Linked DNA regions of Mus musculus: region 1 is linked to region 2. A link is a contact called in public promoter capture Hi-C data. All regions are on one chromosome and are shown on one strand. The core of a region is the stretch at or near the end of the contact, and the rest is flanking DNA. Distances in the headings are between cores, read along the strand shown. Region 1 has its middle 12 kb from the start of Cxcr5. Region 2 holds the start of Ccdc84 (coiled-coil domain containing 84).

What was found. Promoter capture Hi-C pulls out the DNA fragments that hold promoters and counts their contacts.
Region 1: a promoter capture Hi-C map of liver shows a contact between it and region 2. The contact joins the enhancer-like site here to the promoter of Ccdc84 in region 2. A contact is called at or near these places in 6 of 39 promoter capture datasets (the 3T3-L1 cell line, the HPC-7 cell line, fetal liver and 2 more), 6 of 115 datasets of contacts at active chromatin or transcription factors (bone marrow-derived macrophages, effector CD8 T cells, embryonic hindbrain and 3 more) and 3 of 9 other capture datasets (adipose tissue, liver and pancreatic islet).

What each region holds. Positions count from the first base shown.
Region 1 is chr9:44,535,069-44,541,846 of GRCm38.p6, reverse strand. No RefSeq gene overlaps it. Among named protein-coding and RNA genes, the nearest start is that of Cxcr5, 12 kb to the right of the region's middle. Within about 2 kb of position 1,601, at least 17 of the 459 cell types and tissues checked have an H3K27ac peak or open chromatin away from gene starts, as enhancers often do. A contact at or near this core is called in bone marrow-derived macrophages and liver, where this site is marked.
Region 2 is chr9:44,414,635-44,421,684 of GRCm38.p6, reverse strand. It overlaps Ccdc84 (coiled-coil domain containing 84), which reads left to right and starts at 3,616. Exons shown (of 11, transcript NM_201372.4): 1 at 3,616-3,816; 2 at 3,889-4,052; 3 at 4,476-4,574. The coding sequence starts at 3,697.

The sequences.
Region 1 (6,778 bases), core at 352-2,851, 120 kb before region 2:
CACTGGCATTTCACGGGGAAAACCTCCAGTGTTTATGAGACCATCCTAAGTGAAAAGTGTTCCAAAATTACATGTAACTTAGGATTAGTAACTTACAAGTAGTATAAAGAAGAAAAAAGGTGGGGGGCTGGAGATGGGAATCGGCAGCTAAGAGCACTTGCTGCTTGGTCTTCTGGAGGTCCAGTTCAGCTCCCAGTACTGCTTGTCACATGGTATAATCGTGTGTAACTCCAGCTACAGAGGCTGCGATGCCTCTTGCCCATGTACCTGCACTCACATGCACATAACACCAGCAGACATACAGGTCTACACATACATTTTTTGTTACGTTTTTTGAGACAGGGTTTCTCTGTGTAGCCCTGGCTGTCTGGGAACTCACTCTGTAGACCAGGCTAGCCTCAACTCAGAGATCTGCCTGCCTCTGCCTCCCAAGTGCTGGGATTAAAGGCAAGTGCCACCAGCACCAGGCTCAAAATATTTTTAAATTAATTCATTAAAAAGATAAAAACTACTGCTAAGGCAGTTGTTGCTCTTCCAAAGAAGCCAGGTTCAAGTCCCAGCACCTACATGGAGTTCACAAGCTTCAATCCCAGGGGATCCGACCCCTACATCTCACCTCTTAGAGAACTAGGCACGCAGGTAGTGTGCATAGACATAGGCAAACAACCCATATACATACAGTATAAACAGAATTTAAAGATTAAAATAATAAATGAATAAAATTTTAAAACAATGTATTCTCAGGCTGGAAAGGCAGCTCAGTTGGCTGCTCTTACTAAAGACACAGGTTCAATTTCTAGCACTCACACGAGGCTCACAACTACCTGTAACTCCAGACCAGGGGATCCAACACCCTCTTCTAATCTTCACAGACTCCTGTACACATATAGTACACAGACATGCACGTAAAAATAGACACACAGGCACACACACATAAAAAGCAAATTAGGAAGTGATGAGTTGGCTCAGTGGTTAAAAGCACTGGCTGATCTTCCAGAGGAACTAGTATTTGGTTCCCAGTGTCTACCGGAGACTCACAACCATCTGTAATGTAACTCCTGTCCTGGGGGATCCAAGGCTCCCTTCTGACTTGTCTGGATACTTACACAACATGTGGTGTGCACACACACACACATGCAGGCAAACACTCATGCACATAAAGTAATAAAATAAATCTAAATATTTTTTATTTCAATAACTTTAAAGAAAAATCATGTGTACTCATGATGTAGAATTATATTTTTCAGAAATAATTAAAAGAAGCCATTTGAGCTGGGCAGTGGTGGCACACACCTTTAATTCCAGCACTTGGGAGGCAGAGGCAGGTGGATTTCTGAGTTCCAGATCAGCCTGGTCTACAGAGTGAGTTCCAGGACGGCCAGGGATACACAGAGAAACCCTGTCTCGAAAGACCAAAAAAAAAAAAAAAAAAAAAAAAAAAAAAAAAAAAGCCATTTGAAAAAAATTCTTTCCCTCCCTGGGTTCTAGTTGCTTTTACTTAAACACAAATGTGTAGCTCACAGAGAGGCCTGGTGTGTACCCTGCCCTCAGAAGCTATGACTAAAGTGACACATTCCAGTGCCCTTTGCCAGTTCTGAGAGTAAATTGGTAAGAAGAAGAACACCTGTGCCCTTTGCCCTGTGCCCAGCAGTGCTGTAGGCAGCTGCCATCTGAGACCTCCAGCTGCCTCCCAGGGCCAGTGTGACTGGGGAAAAGCCCGGAGTGAGGCTGGGCTCCCCCAGTGTCCTCTTCTCTCAAATACACAGTACCCACCACTCACTCACAGTTCAGTAATCATGGATCAGAGGGGCCCTCATTAGCTGCTGGGGTCATTTCTGAGGCTTTCTCTTTGATATCTTCCCAACTCAGCCTCCTCAGACAAGAACTCAATTATTTGAGTTTCCCCCCTGCAGTTGACCAGAGCCTGTCTCCAGGACAGCAAGTTCATTTTCTAGGCACTGGGCTGGGTCATGGTGTTCGGTCCATTGTCTTGTTCTCTTCCCCATCCCAAGTCTGGGAAGTCTAAATCATTAAGTGTTTTATGGTGAACTAACTAGGCCCTGTGAGTTGCCCTCCTGTGGAGCTAGCTTCCATGCCTCTCTGGCTCTAGTCTCAGTGGTACCTGCTCTGTGGCAGCTGAAGACCCTGGAGGATTGTGGGATTGCATTGCTGCCTGAAGAATTCTGCCTGTCTTGGTTAGTCTCCTAGGTCCCTTGCTTAAGGGAATGTAGGATTTCAGGCAAGTGTTCTTCCCCCCACAACCAGCCCCCCATGATTGTTAGAGACAGAACCGAGGGCCTCAAGCCTATTGTGGATGTACAACCACTGCTGCAGGAATCGAAGGTTAAAGGCTTATTTCCCACGCTTTTGTTCATCCTTCAACAAACTTTGCTGCATATTGAGTCTGCCTATGAACCTGGCACTGTGAGGGTGGTTAAGCAGCAAGGCAGGGAGATGGCTCATTGGGTGAAGGCACTCGCCACGGAGCCTGTCGGCCTGAGGACCCGTACCGGAGAAAGAAAGAACCGACTCCTGCAAAGCTCCCTCTGACCTCCACCTCCACCTCCACCTCCACCTCCACCTCCACCTCCACCTCCACCTCCACCTCCACCTCCACCTCCACCTCCACCTCCACCATGGCATTCACGCTCTCCCCTCCATGAATAAGCGAATGGAAAACTTCTAAACAATGTTTTCAATAGAGGAGGAAGCATTTGGCAACTCCATACCCATCTCCACAGGAAAGTCAGTGCCTACCCTCCCCCACCGGGGGAGGCCTGCCTGGATAAACCCATGGGCACAGCTGCCCAGCACCCACTAGACACTGTGCACACTCGCAAGCCTCCTTTCCAGGTAGGAGTTATACTGTGTACACACAAGGAAGGGCACAGACACTTGCCAAGCGTCATGGGGTTACTGACCAGCAAAGCTTCCATACAAACCTTCAGTTCCAAGTCCCAACCTTGCTGGGAGCCTCAACATGAGCTTTACAGGCAGGGGCCCTGTACACCAGAACCCCCCCCCCTTTTCTGTCCATCAGTCCATCCATCCACTCGGTCAATCAAAGACGATGATTGGAGCACCTATGGTGTGTAAAACTTTGGGGACAAGAGGGGAAGAATGGGTCACAAACAGCTTTGCCACTAGAGCCTCTCACAACCTAGCAAGAGTGTGTAATTCTTCCATAACGTGAAAATAAGGTAGGGCATGAGAAAATGCTGGAAAAGAACCAGGTCAAGGTGGGGCAGGCGCCTCCTTGACTTTAGAGACTGTGGAGGAAGGCAGGCCCACTGAGGTGGCTTTAAGGTTGTTTAGGCTTTGGACATATGGAGATCTGGAGATTCCAGAAGGAAAGCCTATAAGCAAAGGTCAGAGGTGGGAAGGCTTACAGATACGGGTAGAGGGAAAGCTATTACAGTCCTGGTTGTTAGAAGGGATGGCAGGGCATAAATTTGGAAAAGCACGAGAGACATGCCTATTACCTGGAAAACAGAAGTGATGAATCTAGACTACGTACAGAAGACCTAATAGGCCAGGCCGCAGAGCTGACCACGTCTGTCACTGTTAGTCAAGAGATGTTGACAGGATTTCCTGTTGTGACCCTCTGTGAGGGAAGGCCAGATGGCCCCTCCATTTCTGCTCTCTCCAGATCCCATCTCACTCTGTCAGCAGCCCTGTCCCCCAGTGCTGTGTCATCAGTTGCTCACTTGCAGATGCCTGACCCACACGCACAGGCCCCCATTTGCAGCCCGGAACACTTCCTTCCTGGAGCCGAGGGGCCAAGTCATTTGGAAACCTCTCTCTCATGCGGTGTGATCAGAGTGCAGATAGAGCAGGTGGGGCGCCTCCACAGCTCCCGAAACGAATGCGGTGAGGAGTTTCGCTGGCCTATCACCTCCACCTGGGGCCTGGCTCACTTTCACTGCAGGACAACCACATCAGGAAACGTCTGTCAGCCATTTCCTGCCTTTGCTTCCAGGTCACTTTGTCCCTCTTGCCCTACTCTGGGCCACCCACGGCCTAAGTCTCTAACCACCCGGTCATTGACCGCAGCCTCTCTCATGCTTGTGAAGGCTCTGAGAACCGAAAATGGGAGAGCCAGAGTTTGTGCCCTTGACCTAATCCATGGTAGAAGCTTCGGGAGCCAGGCACGGCAGCTCAAGTTTGCGATCTAAAAAGGAAGCTGAGGCTGAAGAGCCGGGAGATCAAGGAAAGCCTGGGTACACAGCCTAAAAGAACTGTGAGTGAGTCAGTCGGTTAGCTGCCCAGCTCAGCCAAGCACAATGACCCACATCAGAACTAGCCCAGACTCCCTGCTGGCTGGATAGACCTGGGGCTACCAAGGCTGCCTTTCGTCCTAAACAAAATACACTAAGAACTCCCAAACGGCTTCTCTATAGGCTGGGACGATGCACTCGTGTGGCGCAATGAATGTGAGGGGCCTCCCATATGAATCAGTCTCAGGGATCACGGTCCAGTTGTTAGGTCATGAGGATTAAATGCTGTTCTTAGCTTGCTGCCTTCTCTCTTCATAGAACGCGCAGGTTTTTACAACTACATTATGAGTTTCTGTCAGCACTAAGTGCATGGTTTATGTTTAATGCCCATCTCCACGGTGCTGCACGGGCTACGCCTCGTGTGGCTGTGTTTCTCATCACTTCCCCAGCACATAGGTCAGTACCTGGAATGGTCAGGCCCACCGAATAAATCACTGTTATCAAAGGACCTGCCACCCGTCTTCATTGGAGACCTTGTCAGTGGTCTGTTGAAACTGGTATGTAGTCGGTGATTCGTTATCTTGCCTTGATGTCAGCATCGCTGTGAGGGTCTGTAGTGTGGTCTCTGCTGTGTTCCCAGCTGTCCCCTCAGGCCCTCTCAGACCTGCCTTCCTCATCTCCCATCCCTTCTTACACTTCCTCTGCTCCAACTGATGCCTATAGCTCTCTGTCCTCTCACTCAGATGTATGCTACCGTCTGCTGCACGCAGGTCTTCCCTCAGAGTCCTGCCTACCCCTCCTGCTATTCCCAACCTTCTTTTCTTTCTTTAAAAAATTTTCATATAAGAGCCTCACTCTGTGGGCTAGAGTGACATTGTATTCATGGTGATCCTCCTGCCCCAGTCTCTTTAGTTCTTGGATTACAGGTGTGAGCCACCATGCCTAGACCAACCCCCCTTTTAACATATAGTCTCTCTCTGTGTCTGTTTCTCTCTCTTTTTCTCCCTCTGTATGTGTGTGTATATGTGTGTGAGTGTGTAAGTATGTATATGTGGTGTGTATAGATATGTGTATGTAAAAGCAATTTATACCTAGGAAGAATTTCTATTTAAAAAAGAAAGATTCATATACATGATATTTTACACAAACAATACTAAGATGTATTACTCAAATACATTATAAACTAGTAAACTAAGCCTCACAGGTTGTACACACATATCTGTATTGTTAGTGTTGCTGTTATTATTATTGAGACAGGGTCTCTTTATGTAACCCTTGTTATCCTGGATCTTTCTATGTAGACCACACTGGCCCGGAACTCACAGAGATCTGCCTGTCTCTGCCTCCTGAGTACATCTGTATTTTAAGTGTTGTTTTTCCACAGTTTGAGACATATTCAGTCTCCTTTGACTCTGTTTCCCCCACGAGCCTCCTGTATCTTCTCCCTTCCCTCCAAACCCCTTCTTCCCAGTGAATCCCTTTTCTGCTTTCATGTGTGTCTGTGTGTGACTGCACATGCACACATGTGTGAGTGTGTTTAGTTGGGGTTTCTGGCATGAGTGTGGGTGAGGAGTTATTTACCTAAACAAAGGCAACTTAGAGTGTCTAAGTCAGCACTGAGGACTCTAACTCCTCCTTCTCCGGCAGCCATCGCCTGCCTATGGCACCTCCGAGAGGGACAGGCCTCATGAGGTGACACTATCCATGCCATACATGACATATATTCACACATGAGAGGATTTGATGGACCCAGCCTTGTACAGATCTACAGTGAGTTCATGAGTACCATAACCATGCCATGTATGGAAGATATAAAACTCATAGAAACGCCTTCCCATAGAACGCCATCTTACACTCTAGCCATCCTTCCTTCTGAGATGTTCCCTGAGTCTCAGAGGTGGTGATGCTGCGGTCTCATGTAGGGACACTTCGACCAGCACATAGTCACCACATTCACCATCACCTACTACAAACAAGAGCTAGAATTTTTTTTATTTCTAATTTTGAGCCCCAACGTATCTTATATATGTGAATCCATAAAAGGAATTTGCCTGAGTGGCCATCATTTTTTGAAAGGTGCAGTTTACGTGAGCATGAGCCTTTAATCCTATCACTTAGGGAGCAGAGGCAGGTAGATCCTGTGAGTCTGAGGCCGGCTTATCTGCAAGTGAGTTCTAGGTCGGTTAGGGTTACATAGTAAAACCCTGACTTAAAACAGGCGGGGAGGCAGGCAGGCAAGCAGACAGACAGACAGCAAAAGAGTGAAGTAGGGGAGTAAGAAGGAAGAAAATATGAGTATTATATATACTAAGTATTCTTTATAATGTTTATTATATGTTGTGCTGGATAGTTTCATGTTGATGACACAATCTAGACTCATTTGAGAAGAGGGAACCTCAATTGAGGAAATATTTCCATAAGACTGAGCTATAGAGACACTTGTAGGGCATTTTCTTATTTAATGATGGGCGGGGGTGAGATGGGGGGCACCTCTGGCCTAGTGGTTCAGGTTCTCAGGCTAAAGAAACCATGAGGATTAAGCCAGTAAGCAGCATCCCTTC
Region 2 (7,050 bases), core at 2,367-4,866:
ACAGTTTCCACTGTTGTTTTGTTTTTGAGATACAATCTTCCTATGCAGCCCACATTGCCCTCTGACCTGCACACAGGTGCCATGATACTCAGGCCCACACTCTCACAGACATCATTTACACACACTCACAGTAATGGTGAAGTTTTAACAAGTGAAAGCTGATCTGGAGAGACAGCTCAGCAGTTAAGAATAGTAGCTGATTTTCTAGAGAACCTGGGTTTGAGTCCCAACGCCCAGAAAGCAGCTCACAACCCTCTATAACTCCATCCTAGGGAAATTTGGCCTTTAACAGCACTGCACAGACAGAGTTCACAGATATTCATTCAGACAAAAACATTAAAAATTTAAAAATAGCTGTGTCGTGCTGGTGTATGCTTTTAATCCCAGTACTCCAGAGGCAGAGGCAGGCAGATCTCTGTGGGTTGAGGCCAGCCTGGTCTACAGAGTGAGTTCCAAGATAGCCAAGGCTACACAGAGAAACCCTGACTGGAAAAACTAAAATAAATAAAATAAAATAAAGCAAATAAAAATCTACATTCTGGTTCAAATTTTATAATCAAATAAACTTATTTTATTATTTCACTTTTAATTATATGTATGGGAATATGCACATTCATAATAGTGCCAGTTGGAGCTTGGATGTAGGGAACAGAACATGGGTTCTCTTGAAGAGCAACAAATGCTCTTAACCCCTGAGCCATCCCTTCAGCCTTTTAACAGATTCTCCCCAAATAGCTACAGGGCATCCCATGACTGTTCTATTCCATTTTCAGCTCTCAGGTAAATGACACAGAGATCTGGTATTTTTATTAACAACCTTCTGCTACTGTGCTGGACAGGTTACTCTGACCCTCTAAGGCTGCCTGCTTTCCAGCCACATGGTCCTTTTCCTTCCATCTGAGCCTTACCCTGCTCACTCTGCCCCGCGTGTGTCCTCATGGTGAATCCTCCTGGTCCCTCCACATGGCCTCTCCACATCTTCCTCTCCTCTCTTCCCCCCACGCCCCTTGGGACTCAGATGTCCCACCTCCTCTGTCCTCTCCAGCCCAGCCAACGAGCTGATCAGCTCTTTTATTAACCAATCAGAGATGATAGAAAACAACTTTTACGTAACAGTGAGACCAGAGATGCTGGACCATGCCATACTCCCAACTGCAACTAGATGTGTGGGCATAGAAATATTGAAATCAGCATCTGAACATACAGAGCACAAAACCACACCCCAACATCCAGATAGAGTGATTCCCCCCACTGTAAACTGAAAATGCTCTGAATGCCTCTAACACAGAGAACTTCCTCATTCACCTTAGAGCATGGGTTGTTTCCCTCATGATGCCAGGGCTAACTGGAGCTGTGGCTCATGCTGCTGCCCAGTATCAAAAGAGAAAAACTGGCAGCTCTTCCACAGGACATCAGTTCAATTCCTAGCACCCACTTGTATGGCTCACCCTTAAGTTGAAATCCTCAACTTGACCCCTGCCCCGACATGGTTCAGCAAATTCCATTTCTTCTCTCTCCCTCCAACCCCACCCACTCAGAAAACCTCTGAGCAGATAAACACCAGAAAGGTCCAGTCCAGCATTCCTGACAGGTGCCAAGTCGCCCTGAACACCACCTACCCTGTCCTCAACCCCAATCGGCGCCCACACCATAATCTGCCTCCAACCTCTTCTGGTGTTTCGAGCCCTGTGACTGGTGAAGTCATTAAGGGGCCTGTCCCCAAATAAACCTGCCTTTTTACTCTTAATTTTGCTGAACTGGCTTTTTTTTTTTTTTTTTTTTTTTTTTTTTTCTGAGACAGGATTTCTCTGTATAGCCCTGGCTGTCCTGGAACTCACTTTGTAGACTCAGAAATCCGCCTGCCTCTGCCTCCCGAGTGCTTGGACTAAAGGTGTGCGCCACCACGCCCGGTGTGAACTGGCTTATTTCTTTGGTGGAGAAAAACTTATCACTCAGTGTGTAATTACAGTTCCAGGAGAATTGATGCCCTCTTGTGCCCTCCAAGGGCACTAAGCTTTCATGTAGCACACATATACATAAAATAACAATTAAAAACTACAAAAACCTGAGCATTGTTGCTTACATTTAGAACTGCAGCACTCAGAGGCTGAAGCGGGAGGATCTTTGTGAGGTAAGAGGCTAGCTCAGGTGCAAAATCTTGGTAAAAGGGGAGGGAGAGAATGAGAGCACACTCATGCCGGACAGATGGTTCAGTGGTGAAGAGCACCTGCTGTTGCGAAGATCCAAGTTCAGTCGTCGGGAGCCTAGGGATCCTACAAAGTACCGCCTCACACAAGAGATGCATTGGGAAAGATACAAGAAAAAGATCGTCTCTACCCAGGCAAAAAGCAGCAAGGAACCACATACGAGGCAAGCATAATATAGAATGGGATTGGCGGGGCACTTTCCAGGGTAGTTTTTGATTGGTGGGATTTTATGGTCTGATCTTGGGCAAACTCCTGGATTGGTGGAATTTTGTGACCTGCTCTAGGAGCAAGCTCAGTGATTGGTGGAATTCTGTGGCATGTTTTTAGGGTAAACTCAGTGATTGGTGGAATTCTATAGTCTGATTTTTTTGGGACAAACTCAGGGATTGGTAGGATTTTGAAGCCTAATACAGGATTTTTTTTTCCTTCCTGCCGGGTGGGGCTTGACTACCTGTATATGCAGGCGCTGGAAACCTGGCCACTCAAGGAACTTAATTGTAAAGATGCTGGGTTTTGTTTCACACAAGCCAAGTTCAGGTGGGAAATGAGCATTTGGTAGAGGAGACTGGCAGGAAAATACTATCAAGTAAGCTTAATTGCAGAGACCTTGGGAGCAGACTGCTTTGAGCAACTTTGGAACAAATGGGGAAAAACATATTGGGTCTGACCTGGGCGGCGTATGACATTATTCTTGTAATGGCGATAGAGCATGATTCACTGTAACCATTCAAGTTTTCAGAATTAGATTTCCCAGCCAATGCTCGGAGAAATGACTTACAGAGAATATTCTTGTGCAGAACACCTTTGAAAATTAAGAATATCACAGTCTGCCGGGCAGTGGTGGCACACGCCTTTAACCCCAGCACTTGGGAGGCAGAGCCAGGCGGATTTCTGATTTCGAGGCCAGACTGGTCTACAAAGTGAGCTCCAGGACCCTTCCTCGAAAAACCAAAAAAAAAAAAAGAATATCACAGTGACTTAGACCCCTGCAGGTCTCAGGGAAGCTGGAGGGGCTGCTTAATACACCTCTCTAGCTTTCCTCAGAGGTCCTCATTTCTTCAGGAGTAGATTTTTTTTTTCCCATGTGTAAAATGCCAATAATCTCACACCACAAAGCATCGACGTGAGGATTCGGTGAGGTCATTAGCACAAAGCACGGGGTCACAGTGTGCGCCCTGAAATTACCAGTTCTGCGTTGTTACGCTAAACTGGGTCTTTGTCAACGCCTGAAAGTGTGCGATCTGAGGTCCTAACTGGCGTGCATTCTTTCTCGTTCTTTCACAAGCTGCCGGGTTTTCTGCGGGTGCGTGGGAGGTGGGGGCCCGGAGTGAATATTCCGCGCAGCCGCAGAACGGATTGCAATAGCGCCTACTGCCTCTAGGGGAACCGGGAGCTCCTAGGTCGCCCCGCCCCGTCCGGCCCGGAAGGGTCAGGGGTCAGTGGGTGGTGACGAGCCGCCGCTGTGTGGGTGTTCCCGGGTCCTGGGTCTATGGCGCCACCGCAGCGATGTCCTCTGTGTCGGCAAACTTTCTTCTGTGGTCGCGGTCACGTCTACAGCCACAAGCACCAGCGGCAGTTGAAGGGGGCTCTGGAGCGGCTTCTACCGCAGGTGCGGACCCGGGGCTGGGGAGGCCAGGAATGTGGGCTGGTTTCAGGGTCCTAGCTGGCTTCTGTCCTGCAGGTGGAGGCCGCCCGCCGGGCCGTCCGCGCCGCCCAGGTGGAGCGCTATGTCCCCGAGCACGATCGGTGCTGTTGGTGCCCGTGCTGTGGCTGCGAAGTGCGAAAACACCTGAGCCATGGCAACCTGACAGTGCTACACGGGGGTCTGCTGGAACATCTGGCCAGGTGACAACTGGAAAACACCCACCTCCCCCGTACAGACAGAGAGTTGTACACACGTGTGGCATGGGAAGTTGAAATTGGGGAGAAGGAAGGTCGACTTTGTGACTTAGTTGGGTTATGGACTGAACTACCTGGCCAACCGTGGAGTTTAGTGGATCTTAGCCCTTCCACGGTCCCAGTGGTGTGGGTGATCTTTCTAGAAAAGCCAGGTTGCTCTCCTCTCACCACCACCACACACTTTATTGGAAGAAAGGAGTCCCAAGATAGAGGTCTTGAAGAGGTTGGTATAAACAATCCTCTTCTCTCTGCCAAGCCCACAGAAGCAACCCAATGGCCAATCTGCATTACTTACCTAGTGCTCTGACATTCGGTACAGTTTTACTCTCTTAATGACTAGCTACGATTACTCTTTCTCTCCATTCTCAGCCCAGAGCACAAGAAAGCCACCAACAAATTCTGGTGGGAGAACAAGGCCAATGCCCAGATGAAAGAGAAGTTTCTGATCTCCCCCCAGGATTATGCACGGTGAGTTACGTGTTCGTGAGTTATCCAGGTCTTTGTCAGGCACAAGAGCTTCTTTTTTTTTTTTTTAAAGTGGTTTTTTTTATGCCATTCTTTTTTTTTTTTTTTTTTTTTTTTAGATTTATTTATTTATTTATTTATTATATGTAAGTACACTGTAGCTGTCTTCAGACACTCCAGAAGAGGGAGTCAGATCTCGTTACGGATGGTTGTGAGCCAACATGTGGTTGCTGGGATTTGAACTCCGGACCTTCGGAAGAGCAGTCGGGTGAGCCATCTCACCAGCCCCACGAGAGCTTCTTTAAATTGGGGAGTTCTGAGGGAGTGTGATGGTCCACATATGTAACCCCAGGACTAGGGAAGCAAAGAATGGATCCTTGAGCAGCCAAAGCCAGTTGAGGCTACAGACAGAACCTTATCTCAAAACAAGAACTAATTGGGGAAACTCAACTCCAGTGTGTTGGTGACCATTTATAGCTCTAGTACCCAGCTGAACCAGGTTAAGGTCCAGGCCAGCACATGTGGTTATGTTTCAGAACACCAAAAATAAGTAAATGTATTGCAAAGTCCAGCAGGGATTTCCTTATAATCTACTGCTATCTAGTGTTTTCATGGTACTTTTTATCAATATACCCTCCAACTTCTGTAGTGAACAGAGCACACTAAAGATGTGATGGCTGGGTTATGGCGCTGTAGGCCTCTAGTCCCAGGTGTTTAGAAGGCTGAGGCAGGAGGACTGCTAGGCTCAGAGGTCAAGAGGGCGTATGATCCTGCATAACTGGAGTCACAGAATGTTGTGAGTGTCCATATGGATGCGTAAATATAGGTGTTTAAAGATCAGCTAGTGCACTGCACCTCTGAGCCGTTTCTCCAGCCTCCATCATAGGATTTTTGATTAGTGAATAAAGATAGATAAAAACTTACTATTGAGGGTAATGAATTGCTGTTTGTTTGGTTAGTTGGTTTTGTGTTTGTTTGTTTGTTTGTTTTTTGAGGCAGGGTCTCTTTGTATCGTCCTGGCTTTCTCTGTAGATCAGGCTGGCCTTGAACTCACAGAGATTTGCCTGCCTCTGCCTCCTGAGTGCTGGGACTAAAGTCGAGTACTACCACATTTGACTCCTCCTTCTAAGTAAGGGAAAGAAAAGGCAAGGTGTGAAAAAGCATACAAGTGCCCTGAACCAAGACAGGATTGCCTAGCTCTGTTTTGAGACAGGATCTCATTATATAATCCATGCTAGCTTCAATCTTAATATCTTCCACTTTCTCAGTGGGGGTATTAGTTAAGCCTTTCTGTGTAGGAATGTCTTGCCTGAATTGTATGTATATATGCCATACGCATGTAGTGCCTGCAGAGGCCAGAAGAGGATGTCACATGCCCTAGAACTGGAGTTACACAGTTGTGAGCCACCATTTGGGTGCTAAAAACCAAAACCAGGTCCTCTCCAAGAATATCAAGTGTTCTTAACCTCTGAGCCATCTCTCCAGCCATTATTTTTTTATTTTTTTTAATTTATTTTTTTATTAGGTATTTTCCTCATTTACATTTCCCAATGCTATCCCAAAAGTCCCCCATACTCACCCCCCCACTCCTCTACCCACCCACTCCCCCTTTTTGGCCCTGGCGTTCCTGTGTACTGGGGCATATAAAGTTTGCAAGTCCAATGGGCCTCTCTTTCCAGTGATGGCCAACTAGGCCATCTTTTGATACATATGCAGCTAGAGTCAAGAGCTCCGGGGTACTGGTTAGTTCATATTGTTGTTCCACCTATAGGGTTGCAGTTCCCTTTAGCTCCTTGGGTACTTTCTCTAGCTCCTCCATTGGGGGCCCTGTGATCCATTATTTTTTATTTTTAATAATTGGGGTATTGTGTGTGAGTTCTCGTGTCCTTGGGAGACCAGAGGTGGTAGTTTCCTGGATCTGGAGTTACAGGCAGCTGTGTTACACCACAGCCTCACATGTGTTGGAAACTGAACTTGGGTTGAATGCAAGAGTAGTATGTGTTTTTAATTTCTGAGCCTTCTCTCCAAGCCAATAGTGGTATTTTTCTTTCTGAGATTGATTATTGGGTGTGTGTATTTGTGTGTTTCCATGTCTGTGTTGGGTATATGCCTCTGAGTACTACTCTACAAGATGGTCAGCAGCATCAAATCCCTCTGGAGTTGGAGTCAGGTTGTTGTCAGCTGCTCAACATGGATGCTGAAAGCTGAACTTGAGTCCACTGGAAGAGTCGGATGTACTTTTTTTTTTGATTTTGTGTGTATGGGGTTTACCTGTGTGTGTGTGTGTGTACACCATTTGTATGTCTGATGCCCTCTAAAACTAGAAGGCATTAGATCCCCAGGAACTAGAGTTACCGTCTCTATGAGACAGGATGTGGATGTGAGGAATCAATCCTGAGTTCTCTAGCATAGCAGCCAGTGCTCTTAACCCTGAGATCTCTTCCCAGCCCTACGTTTTAAGTATTGTAGTATAAAACGA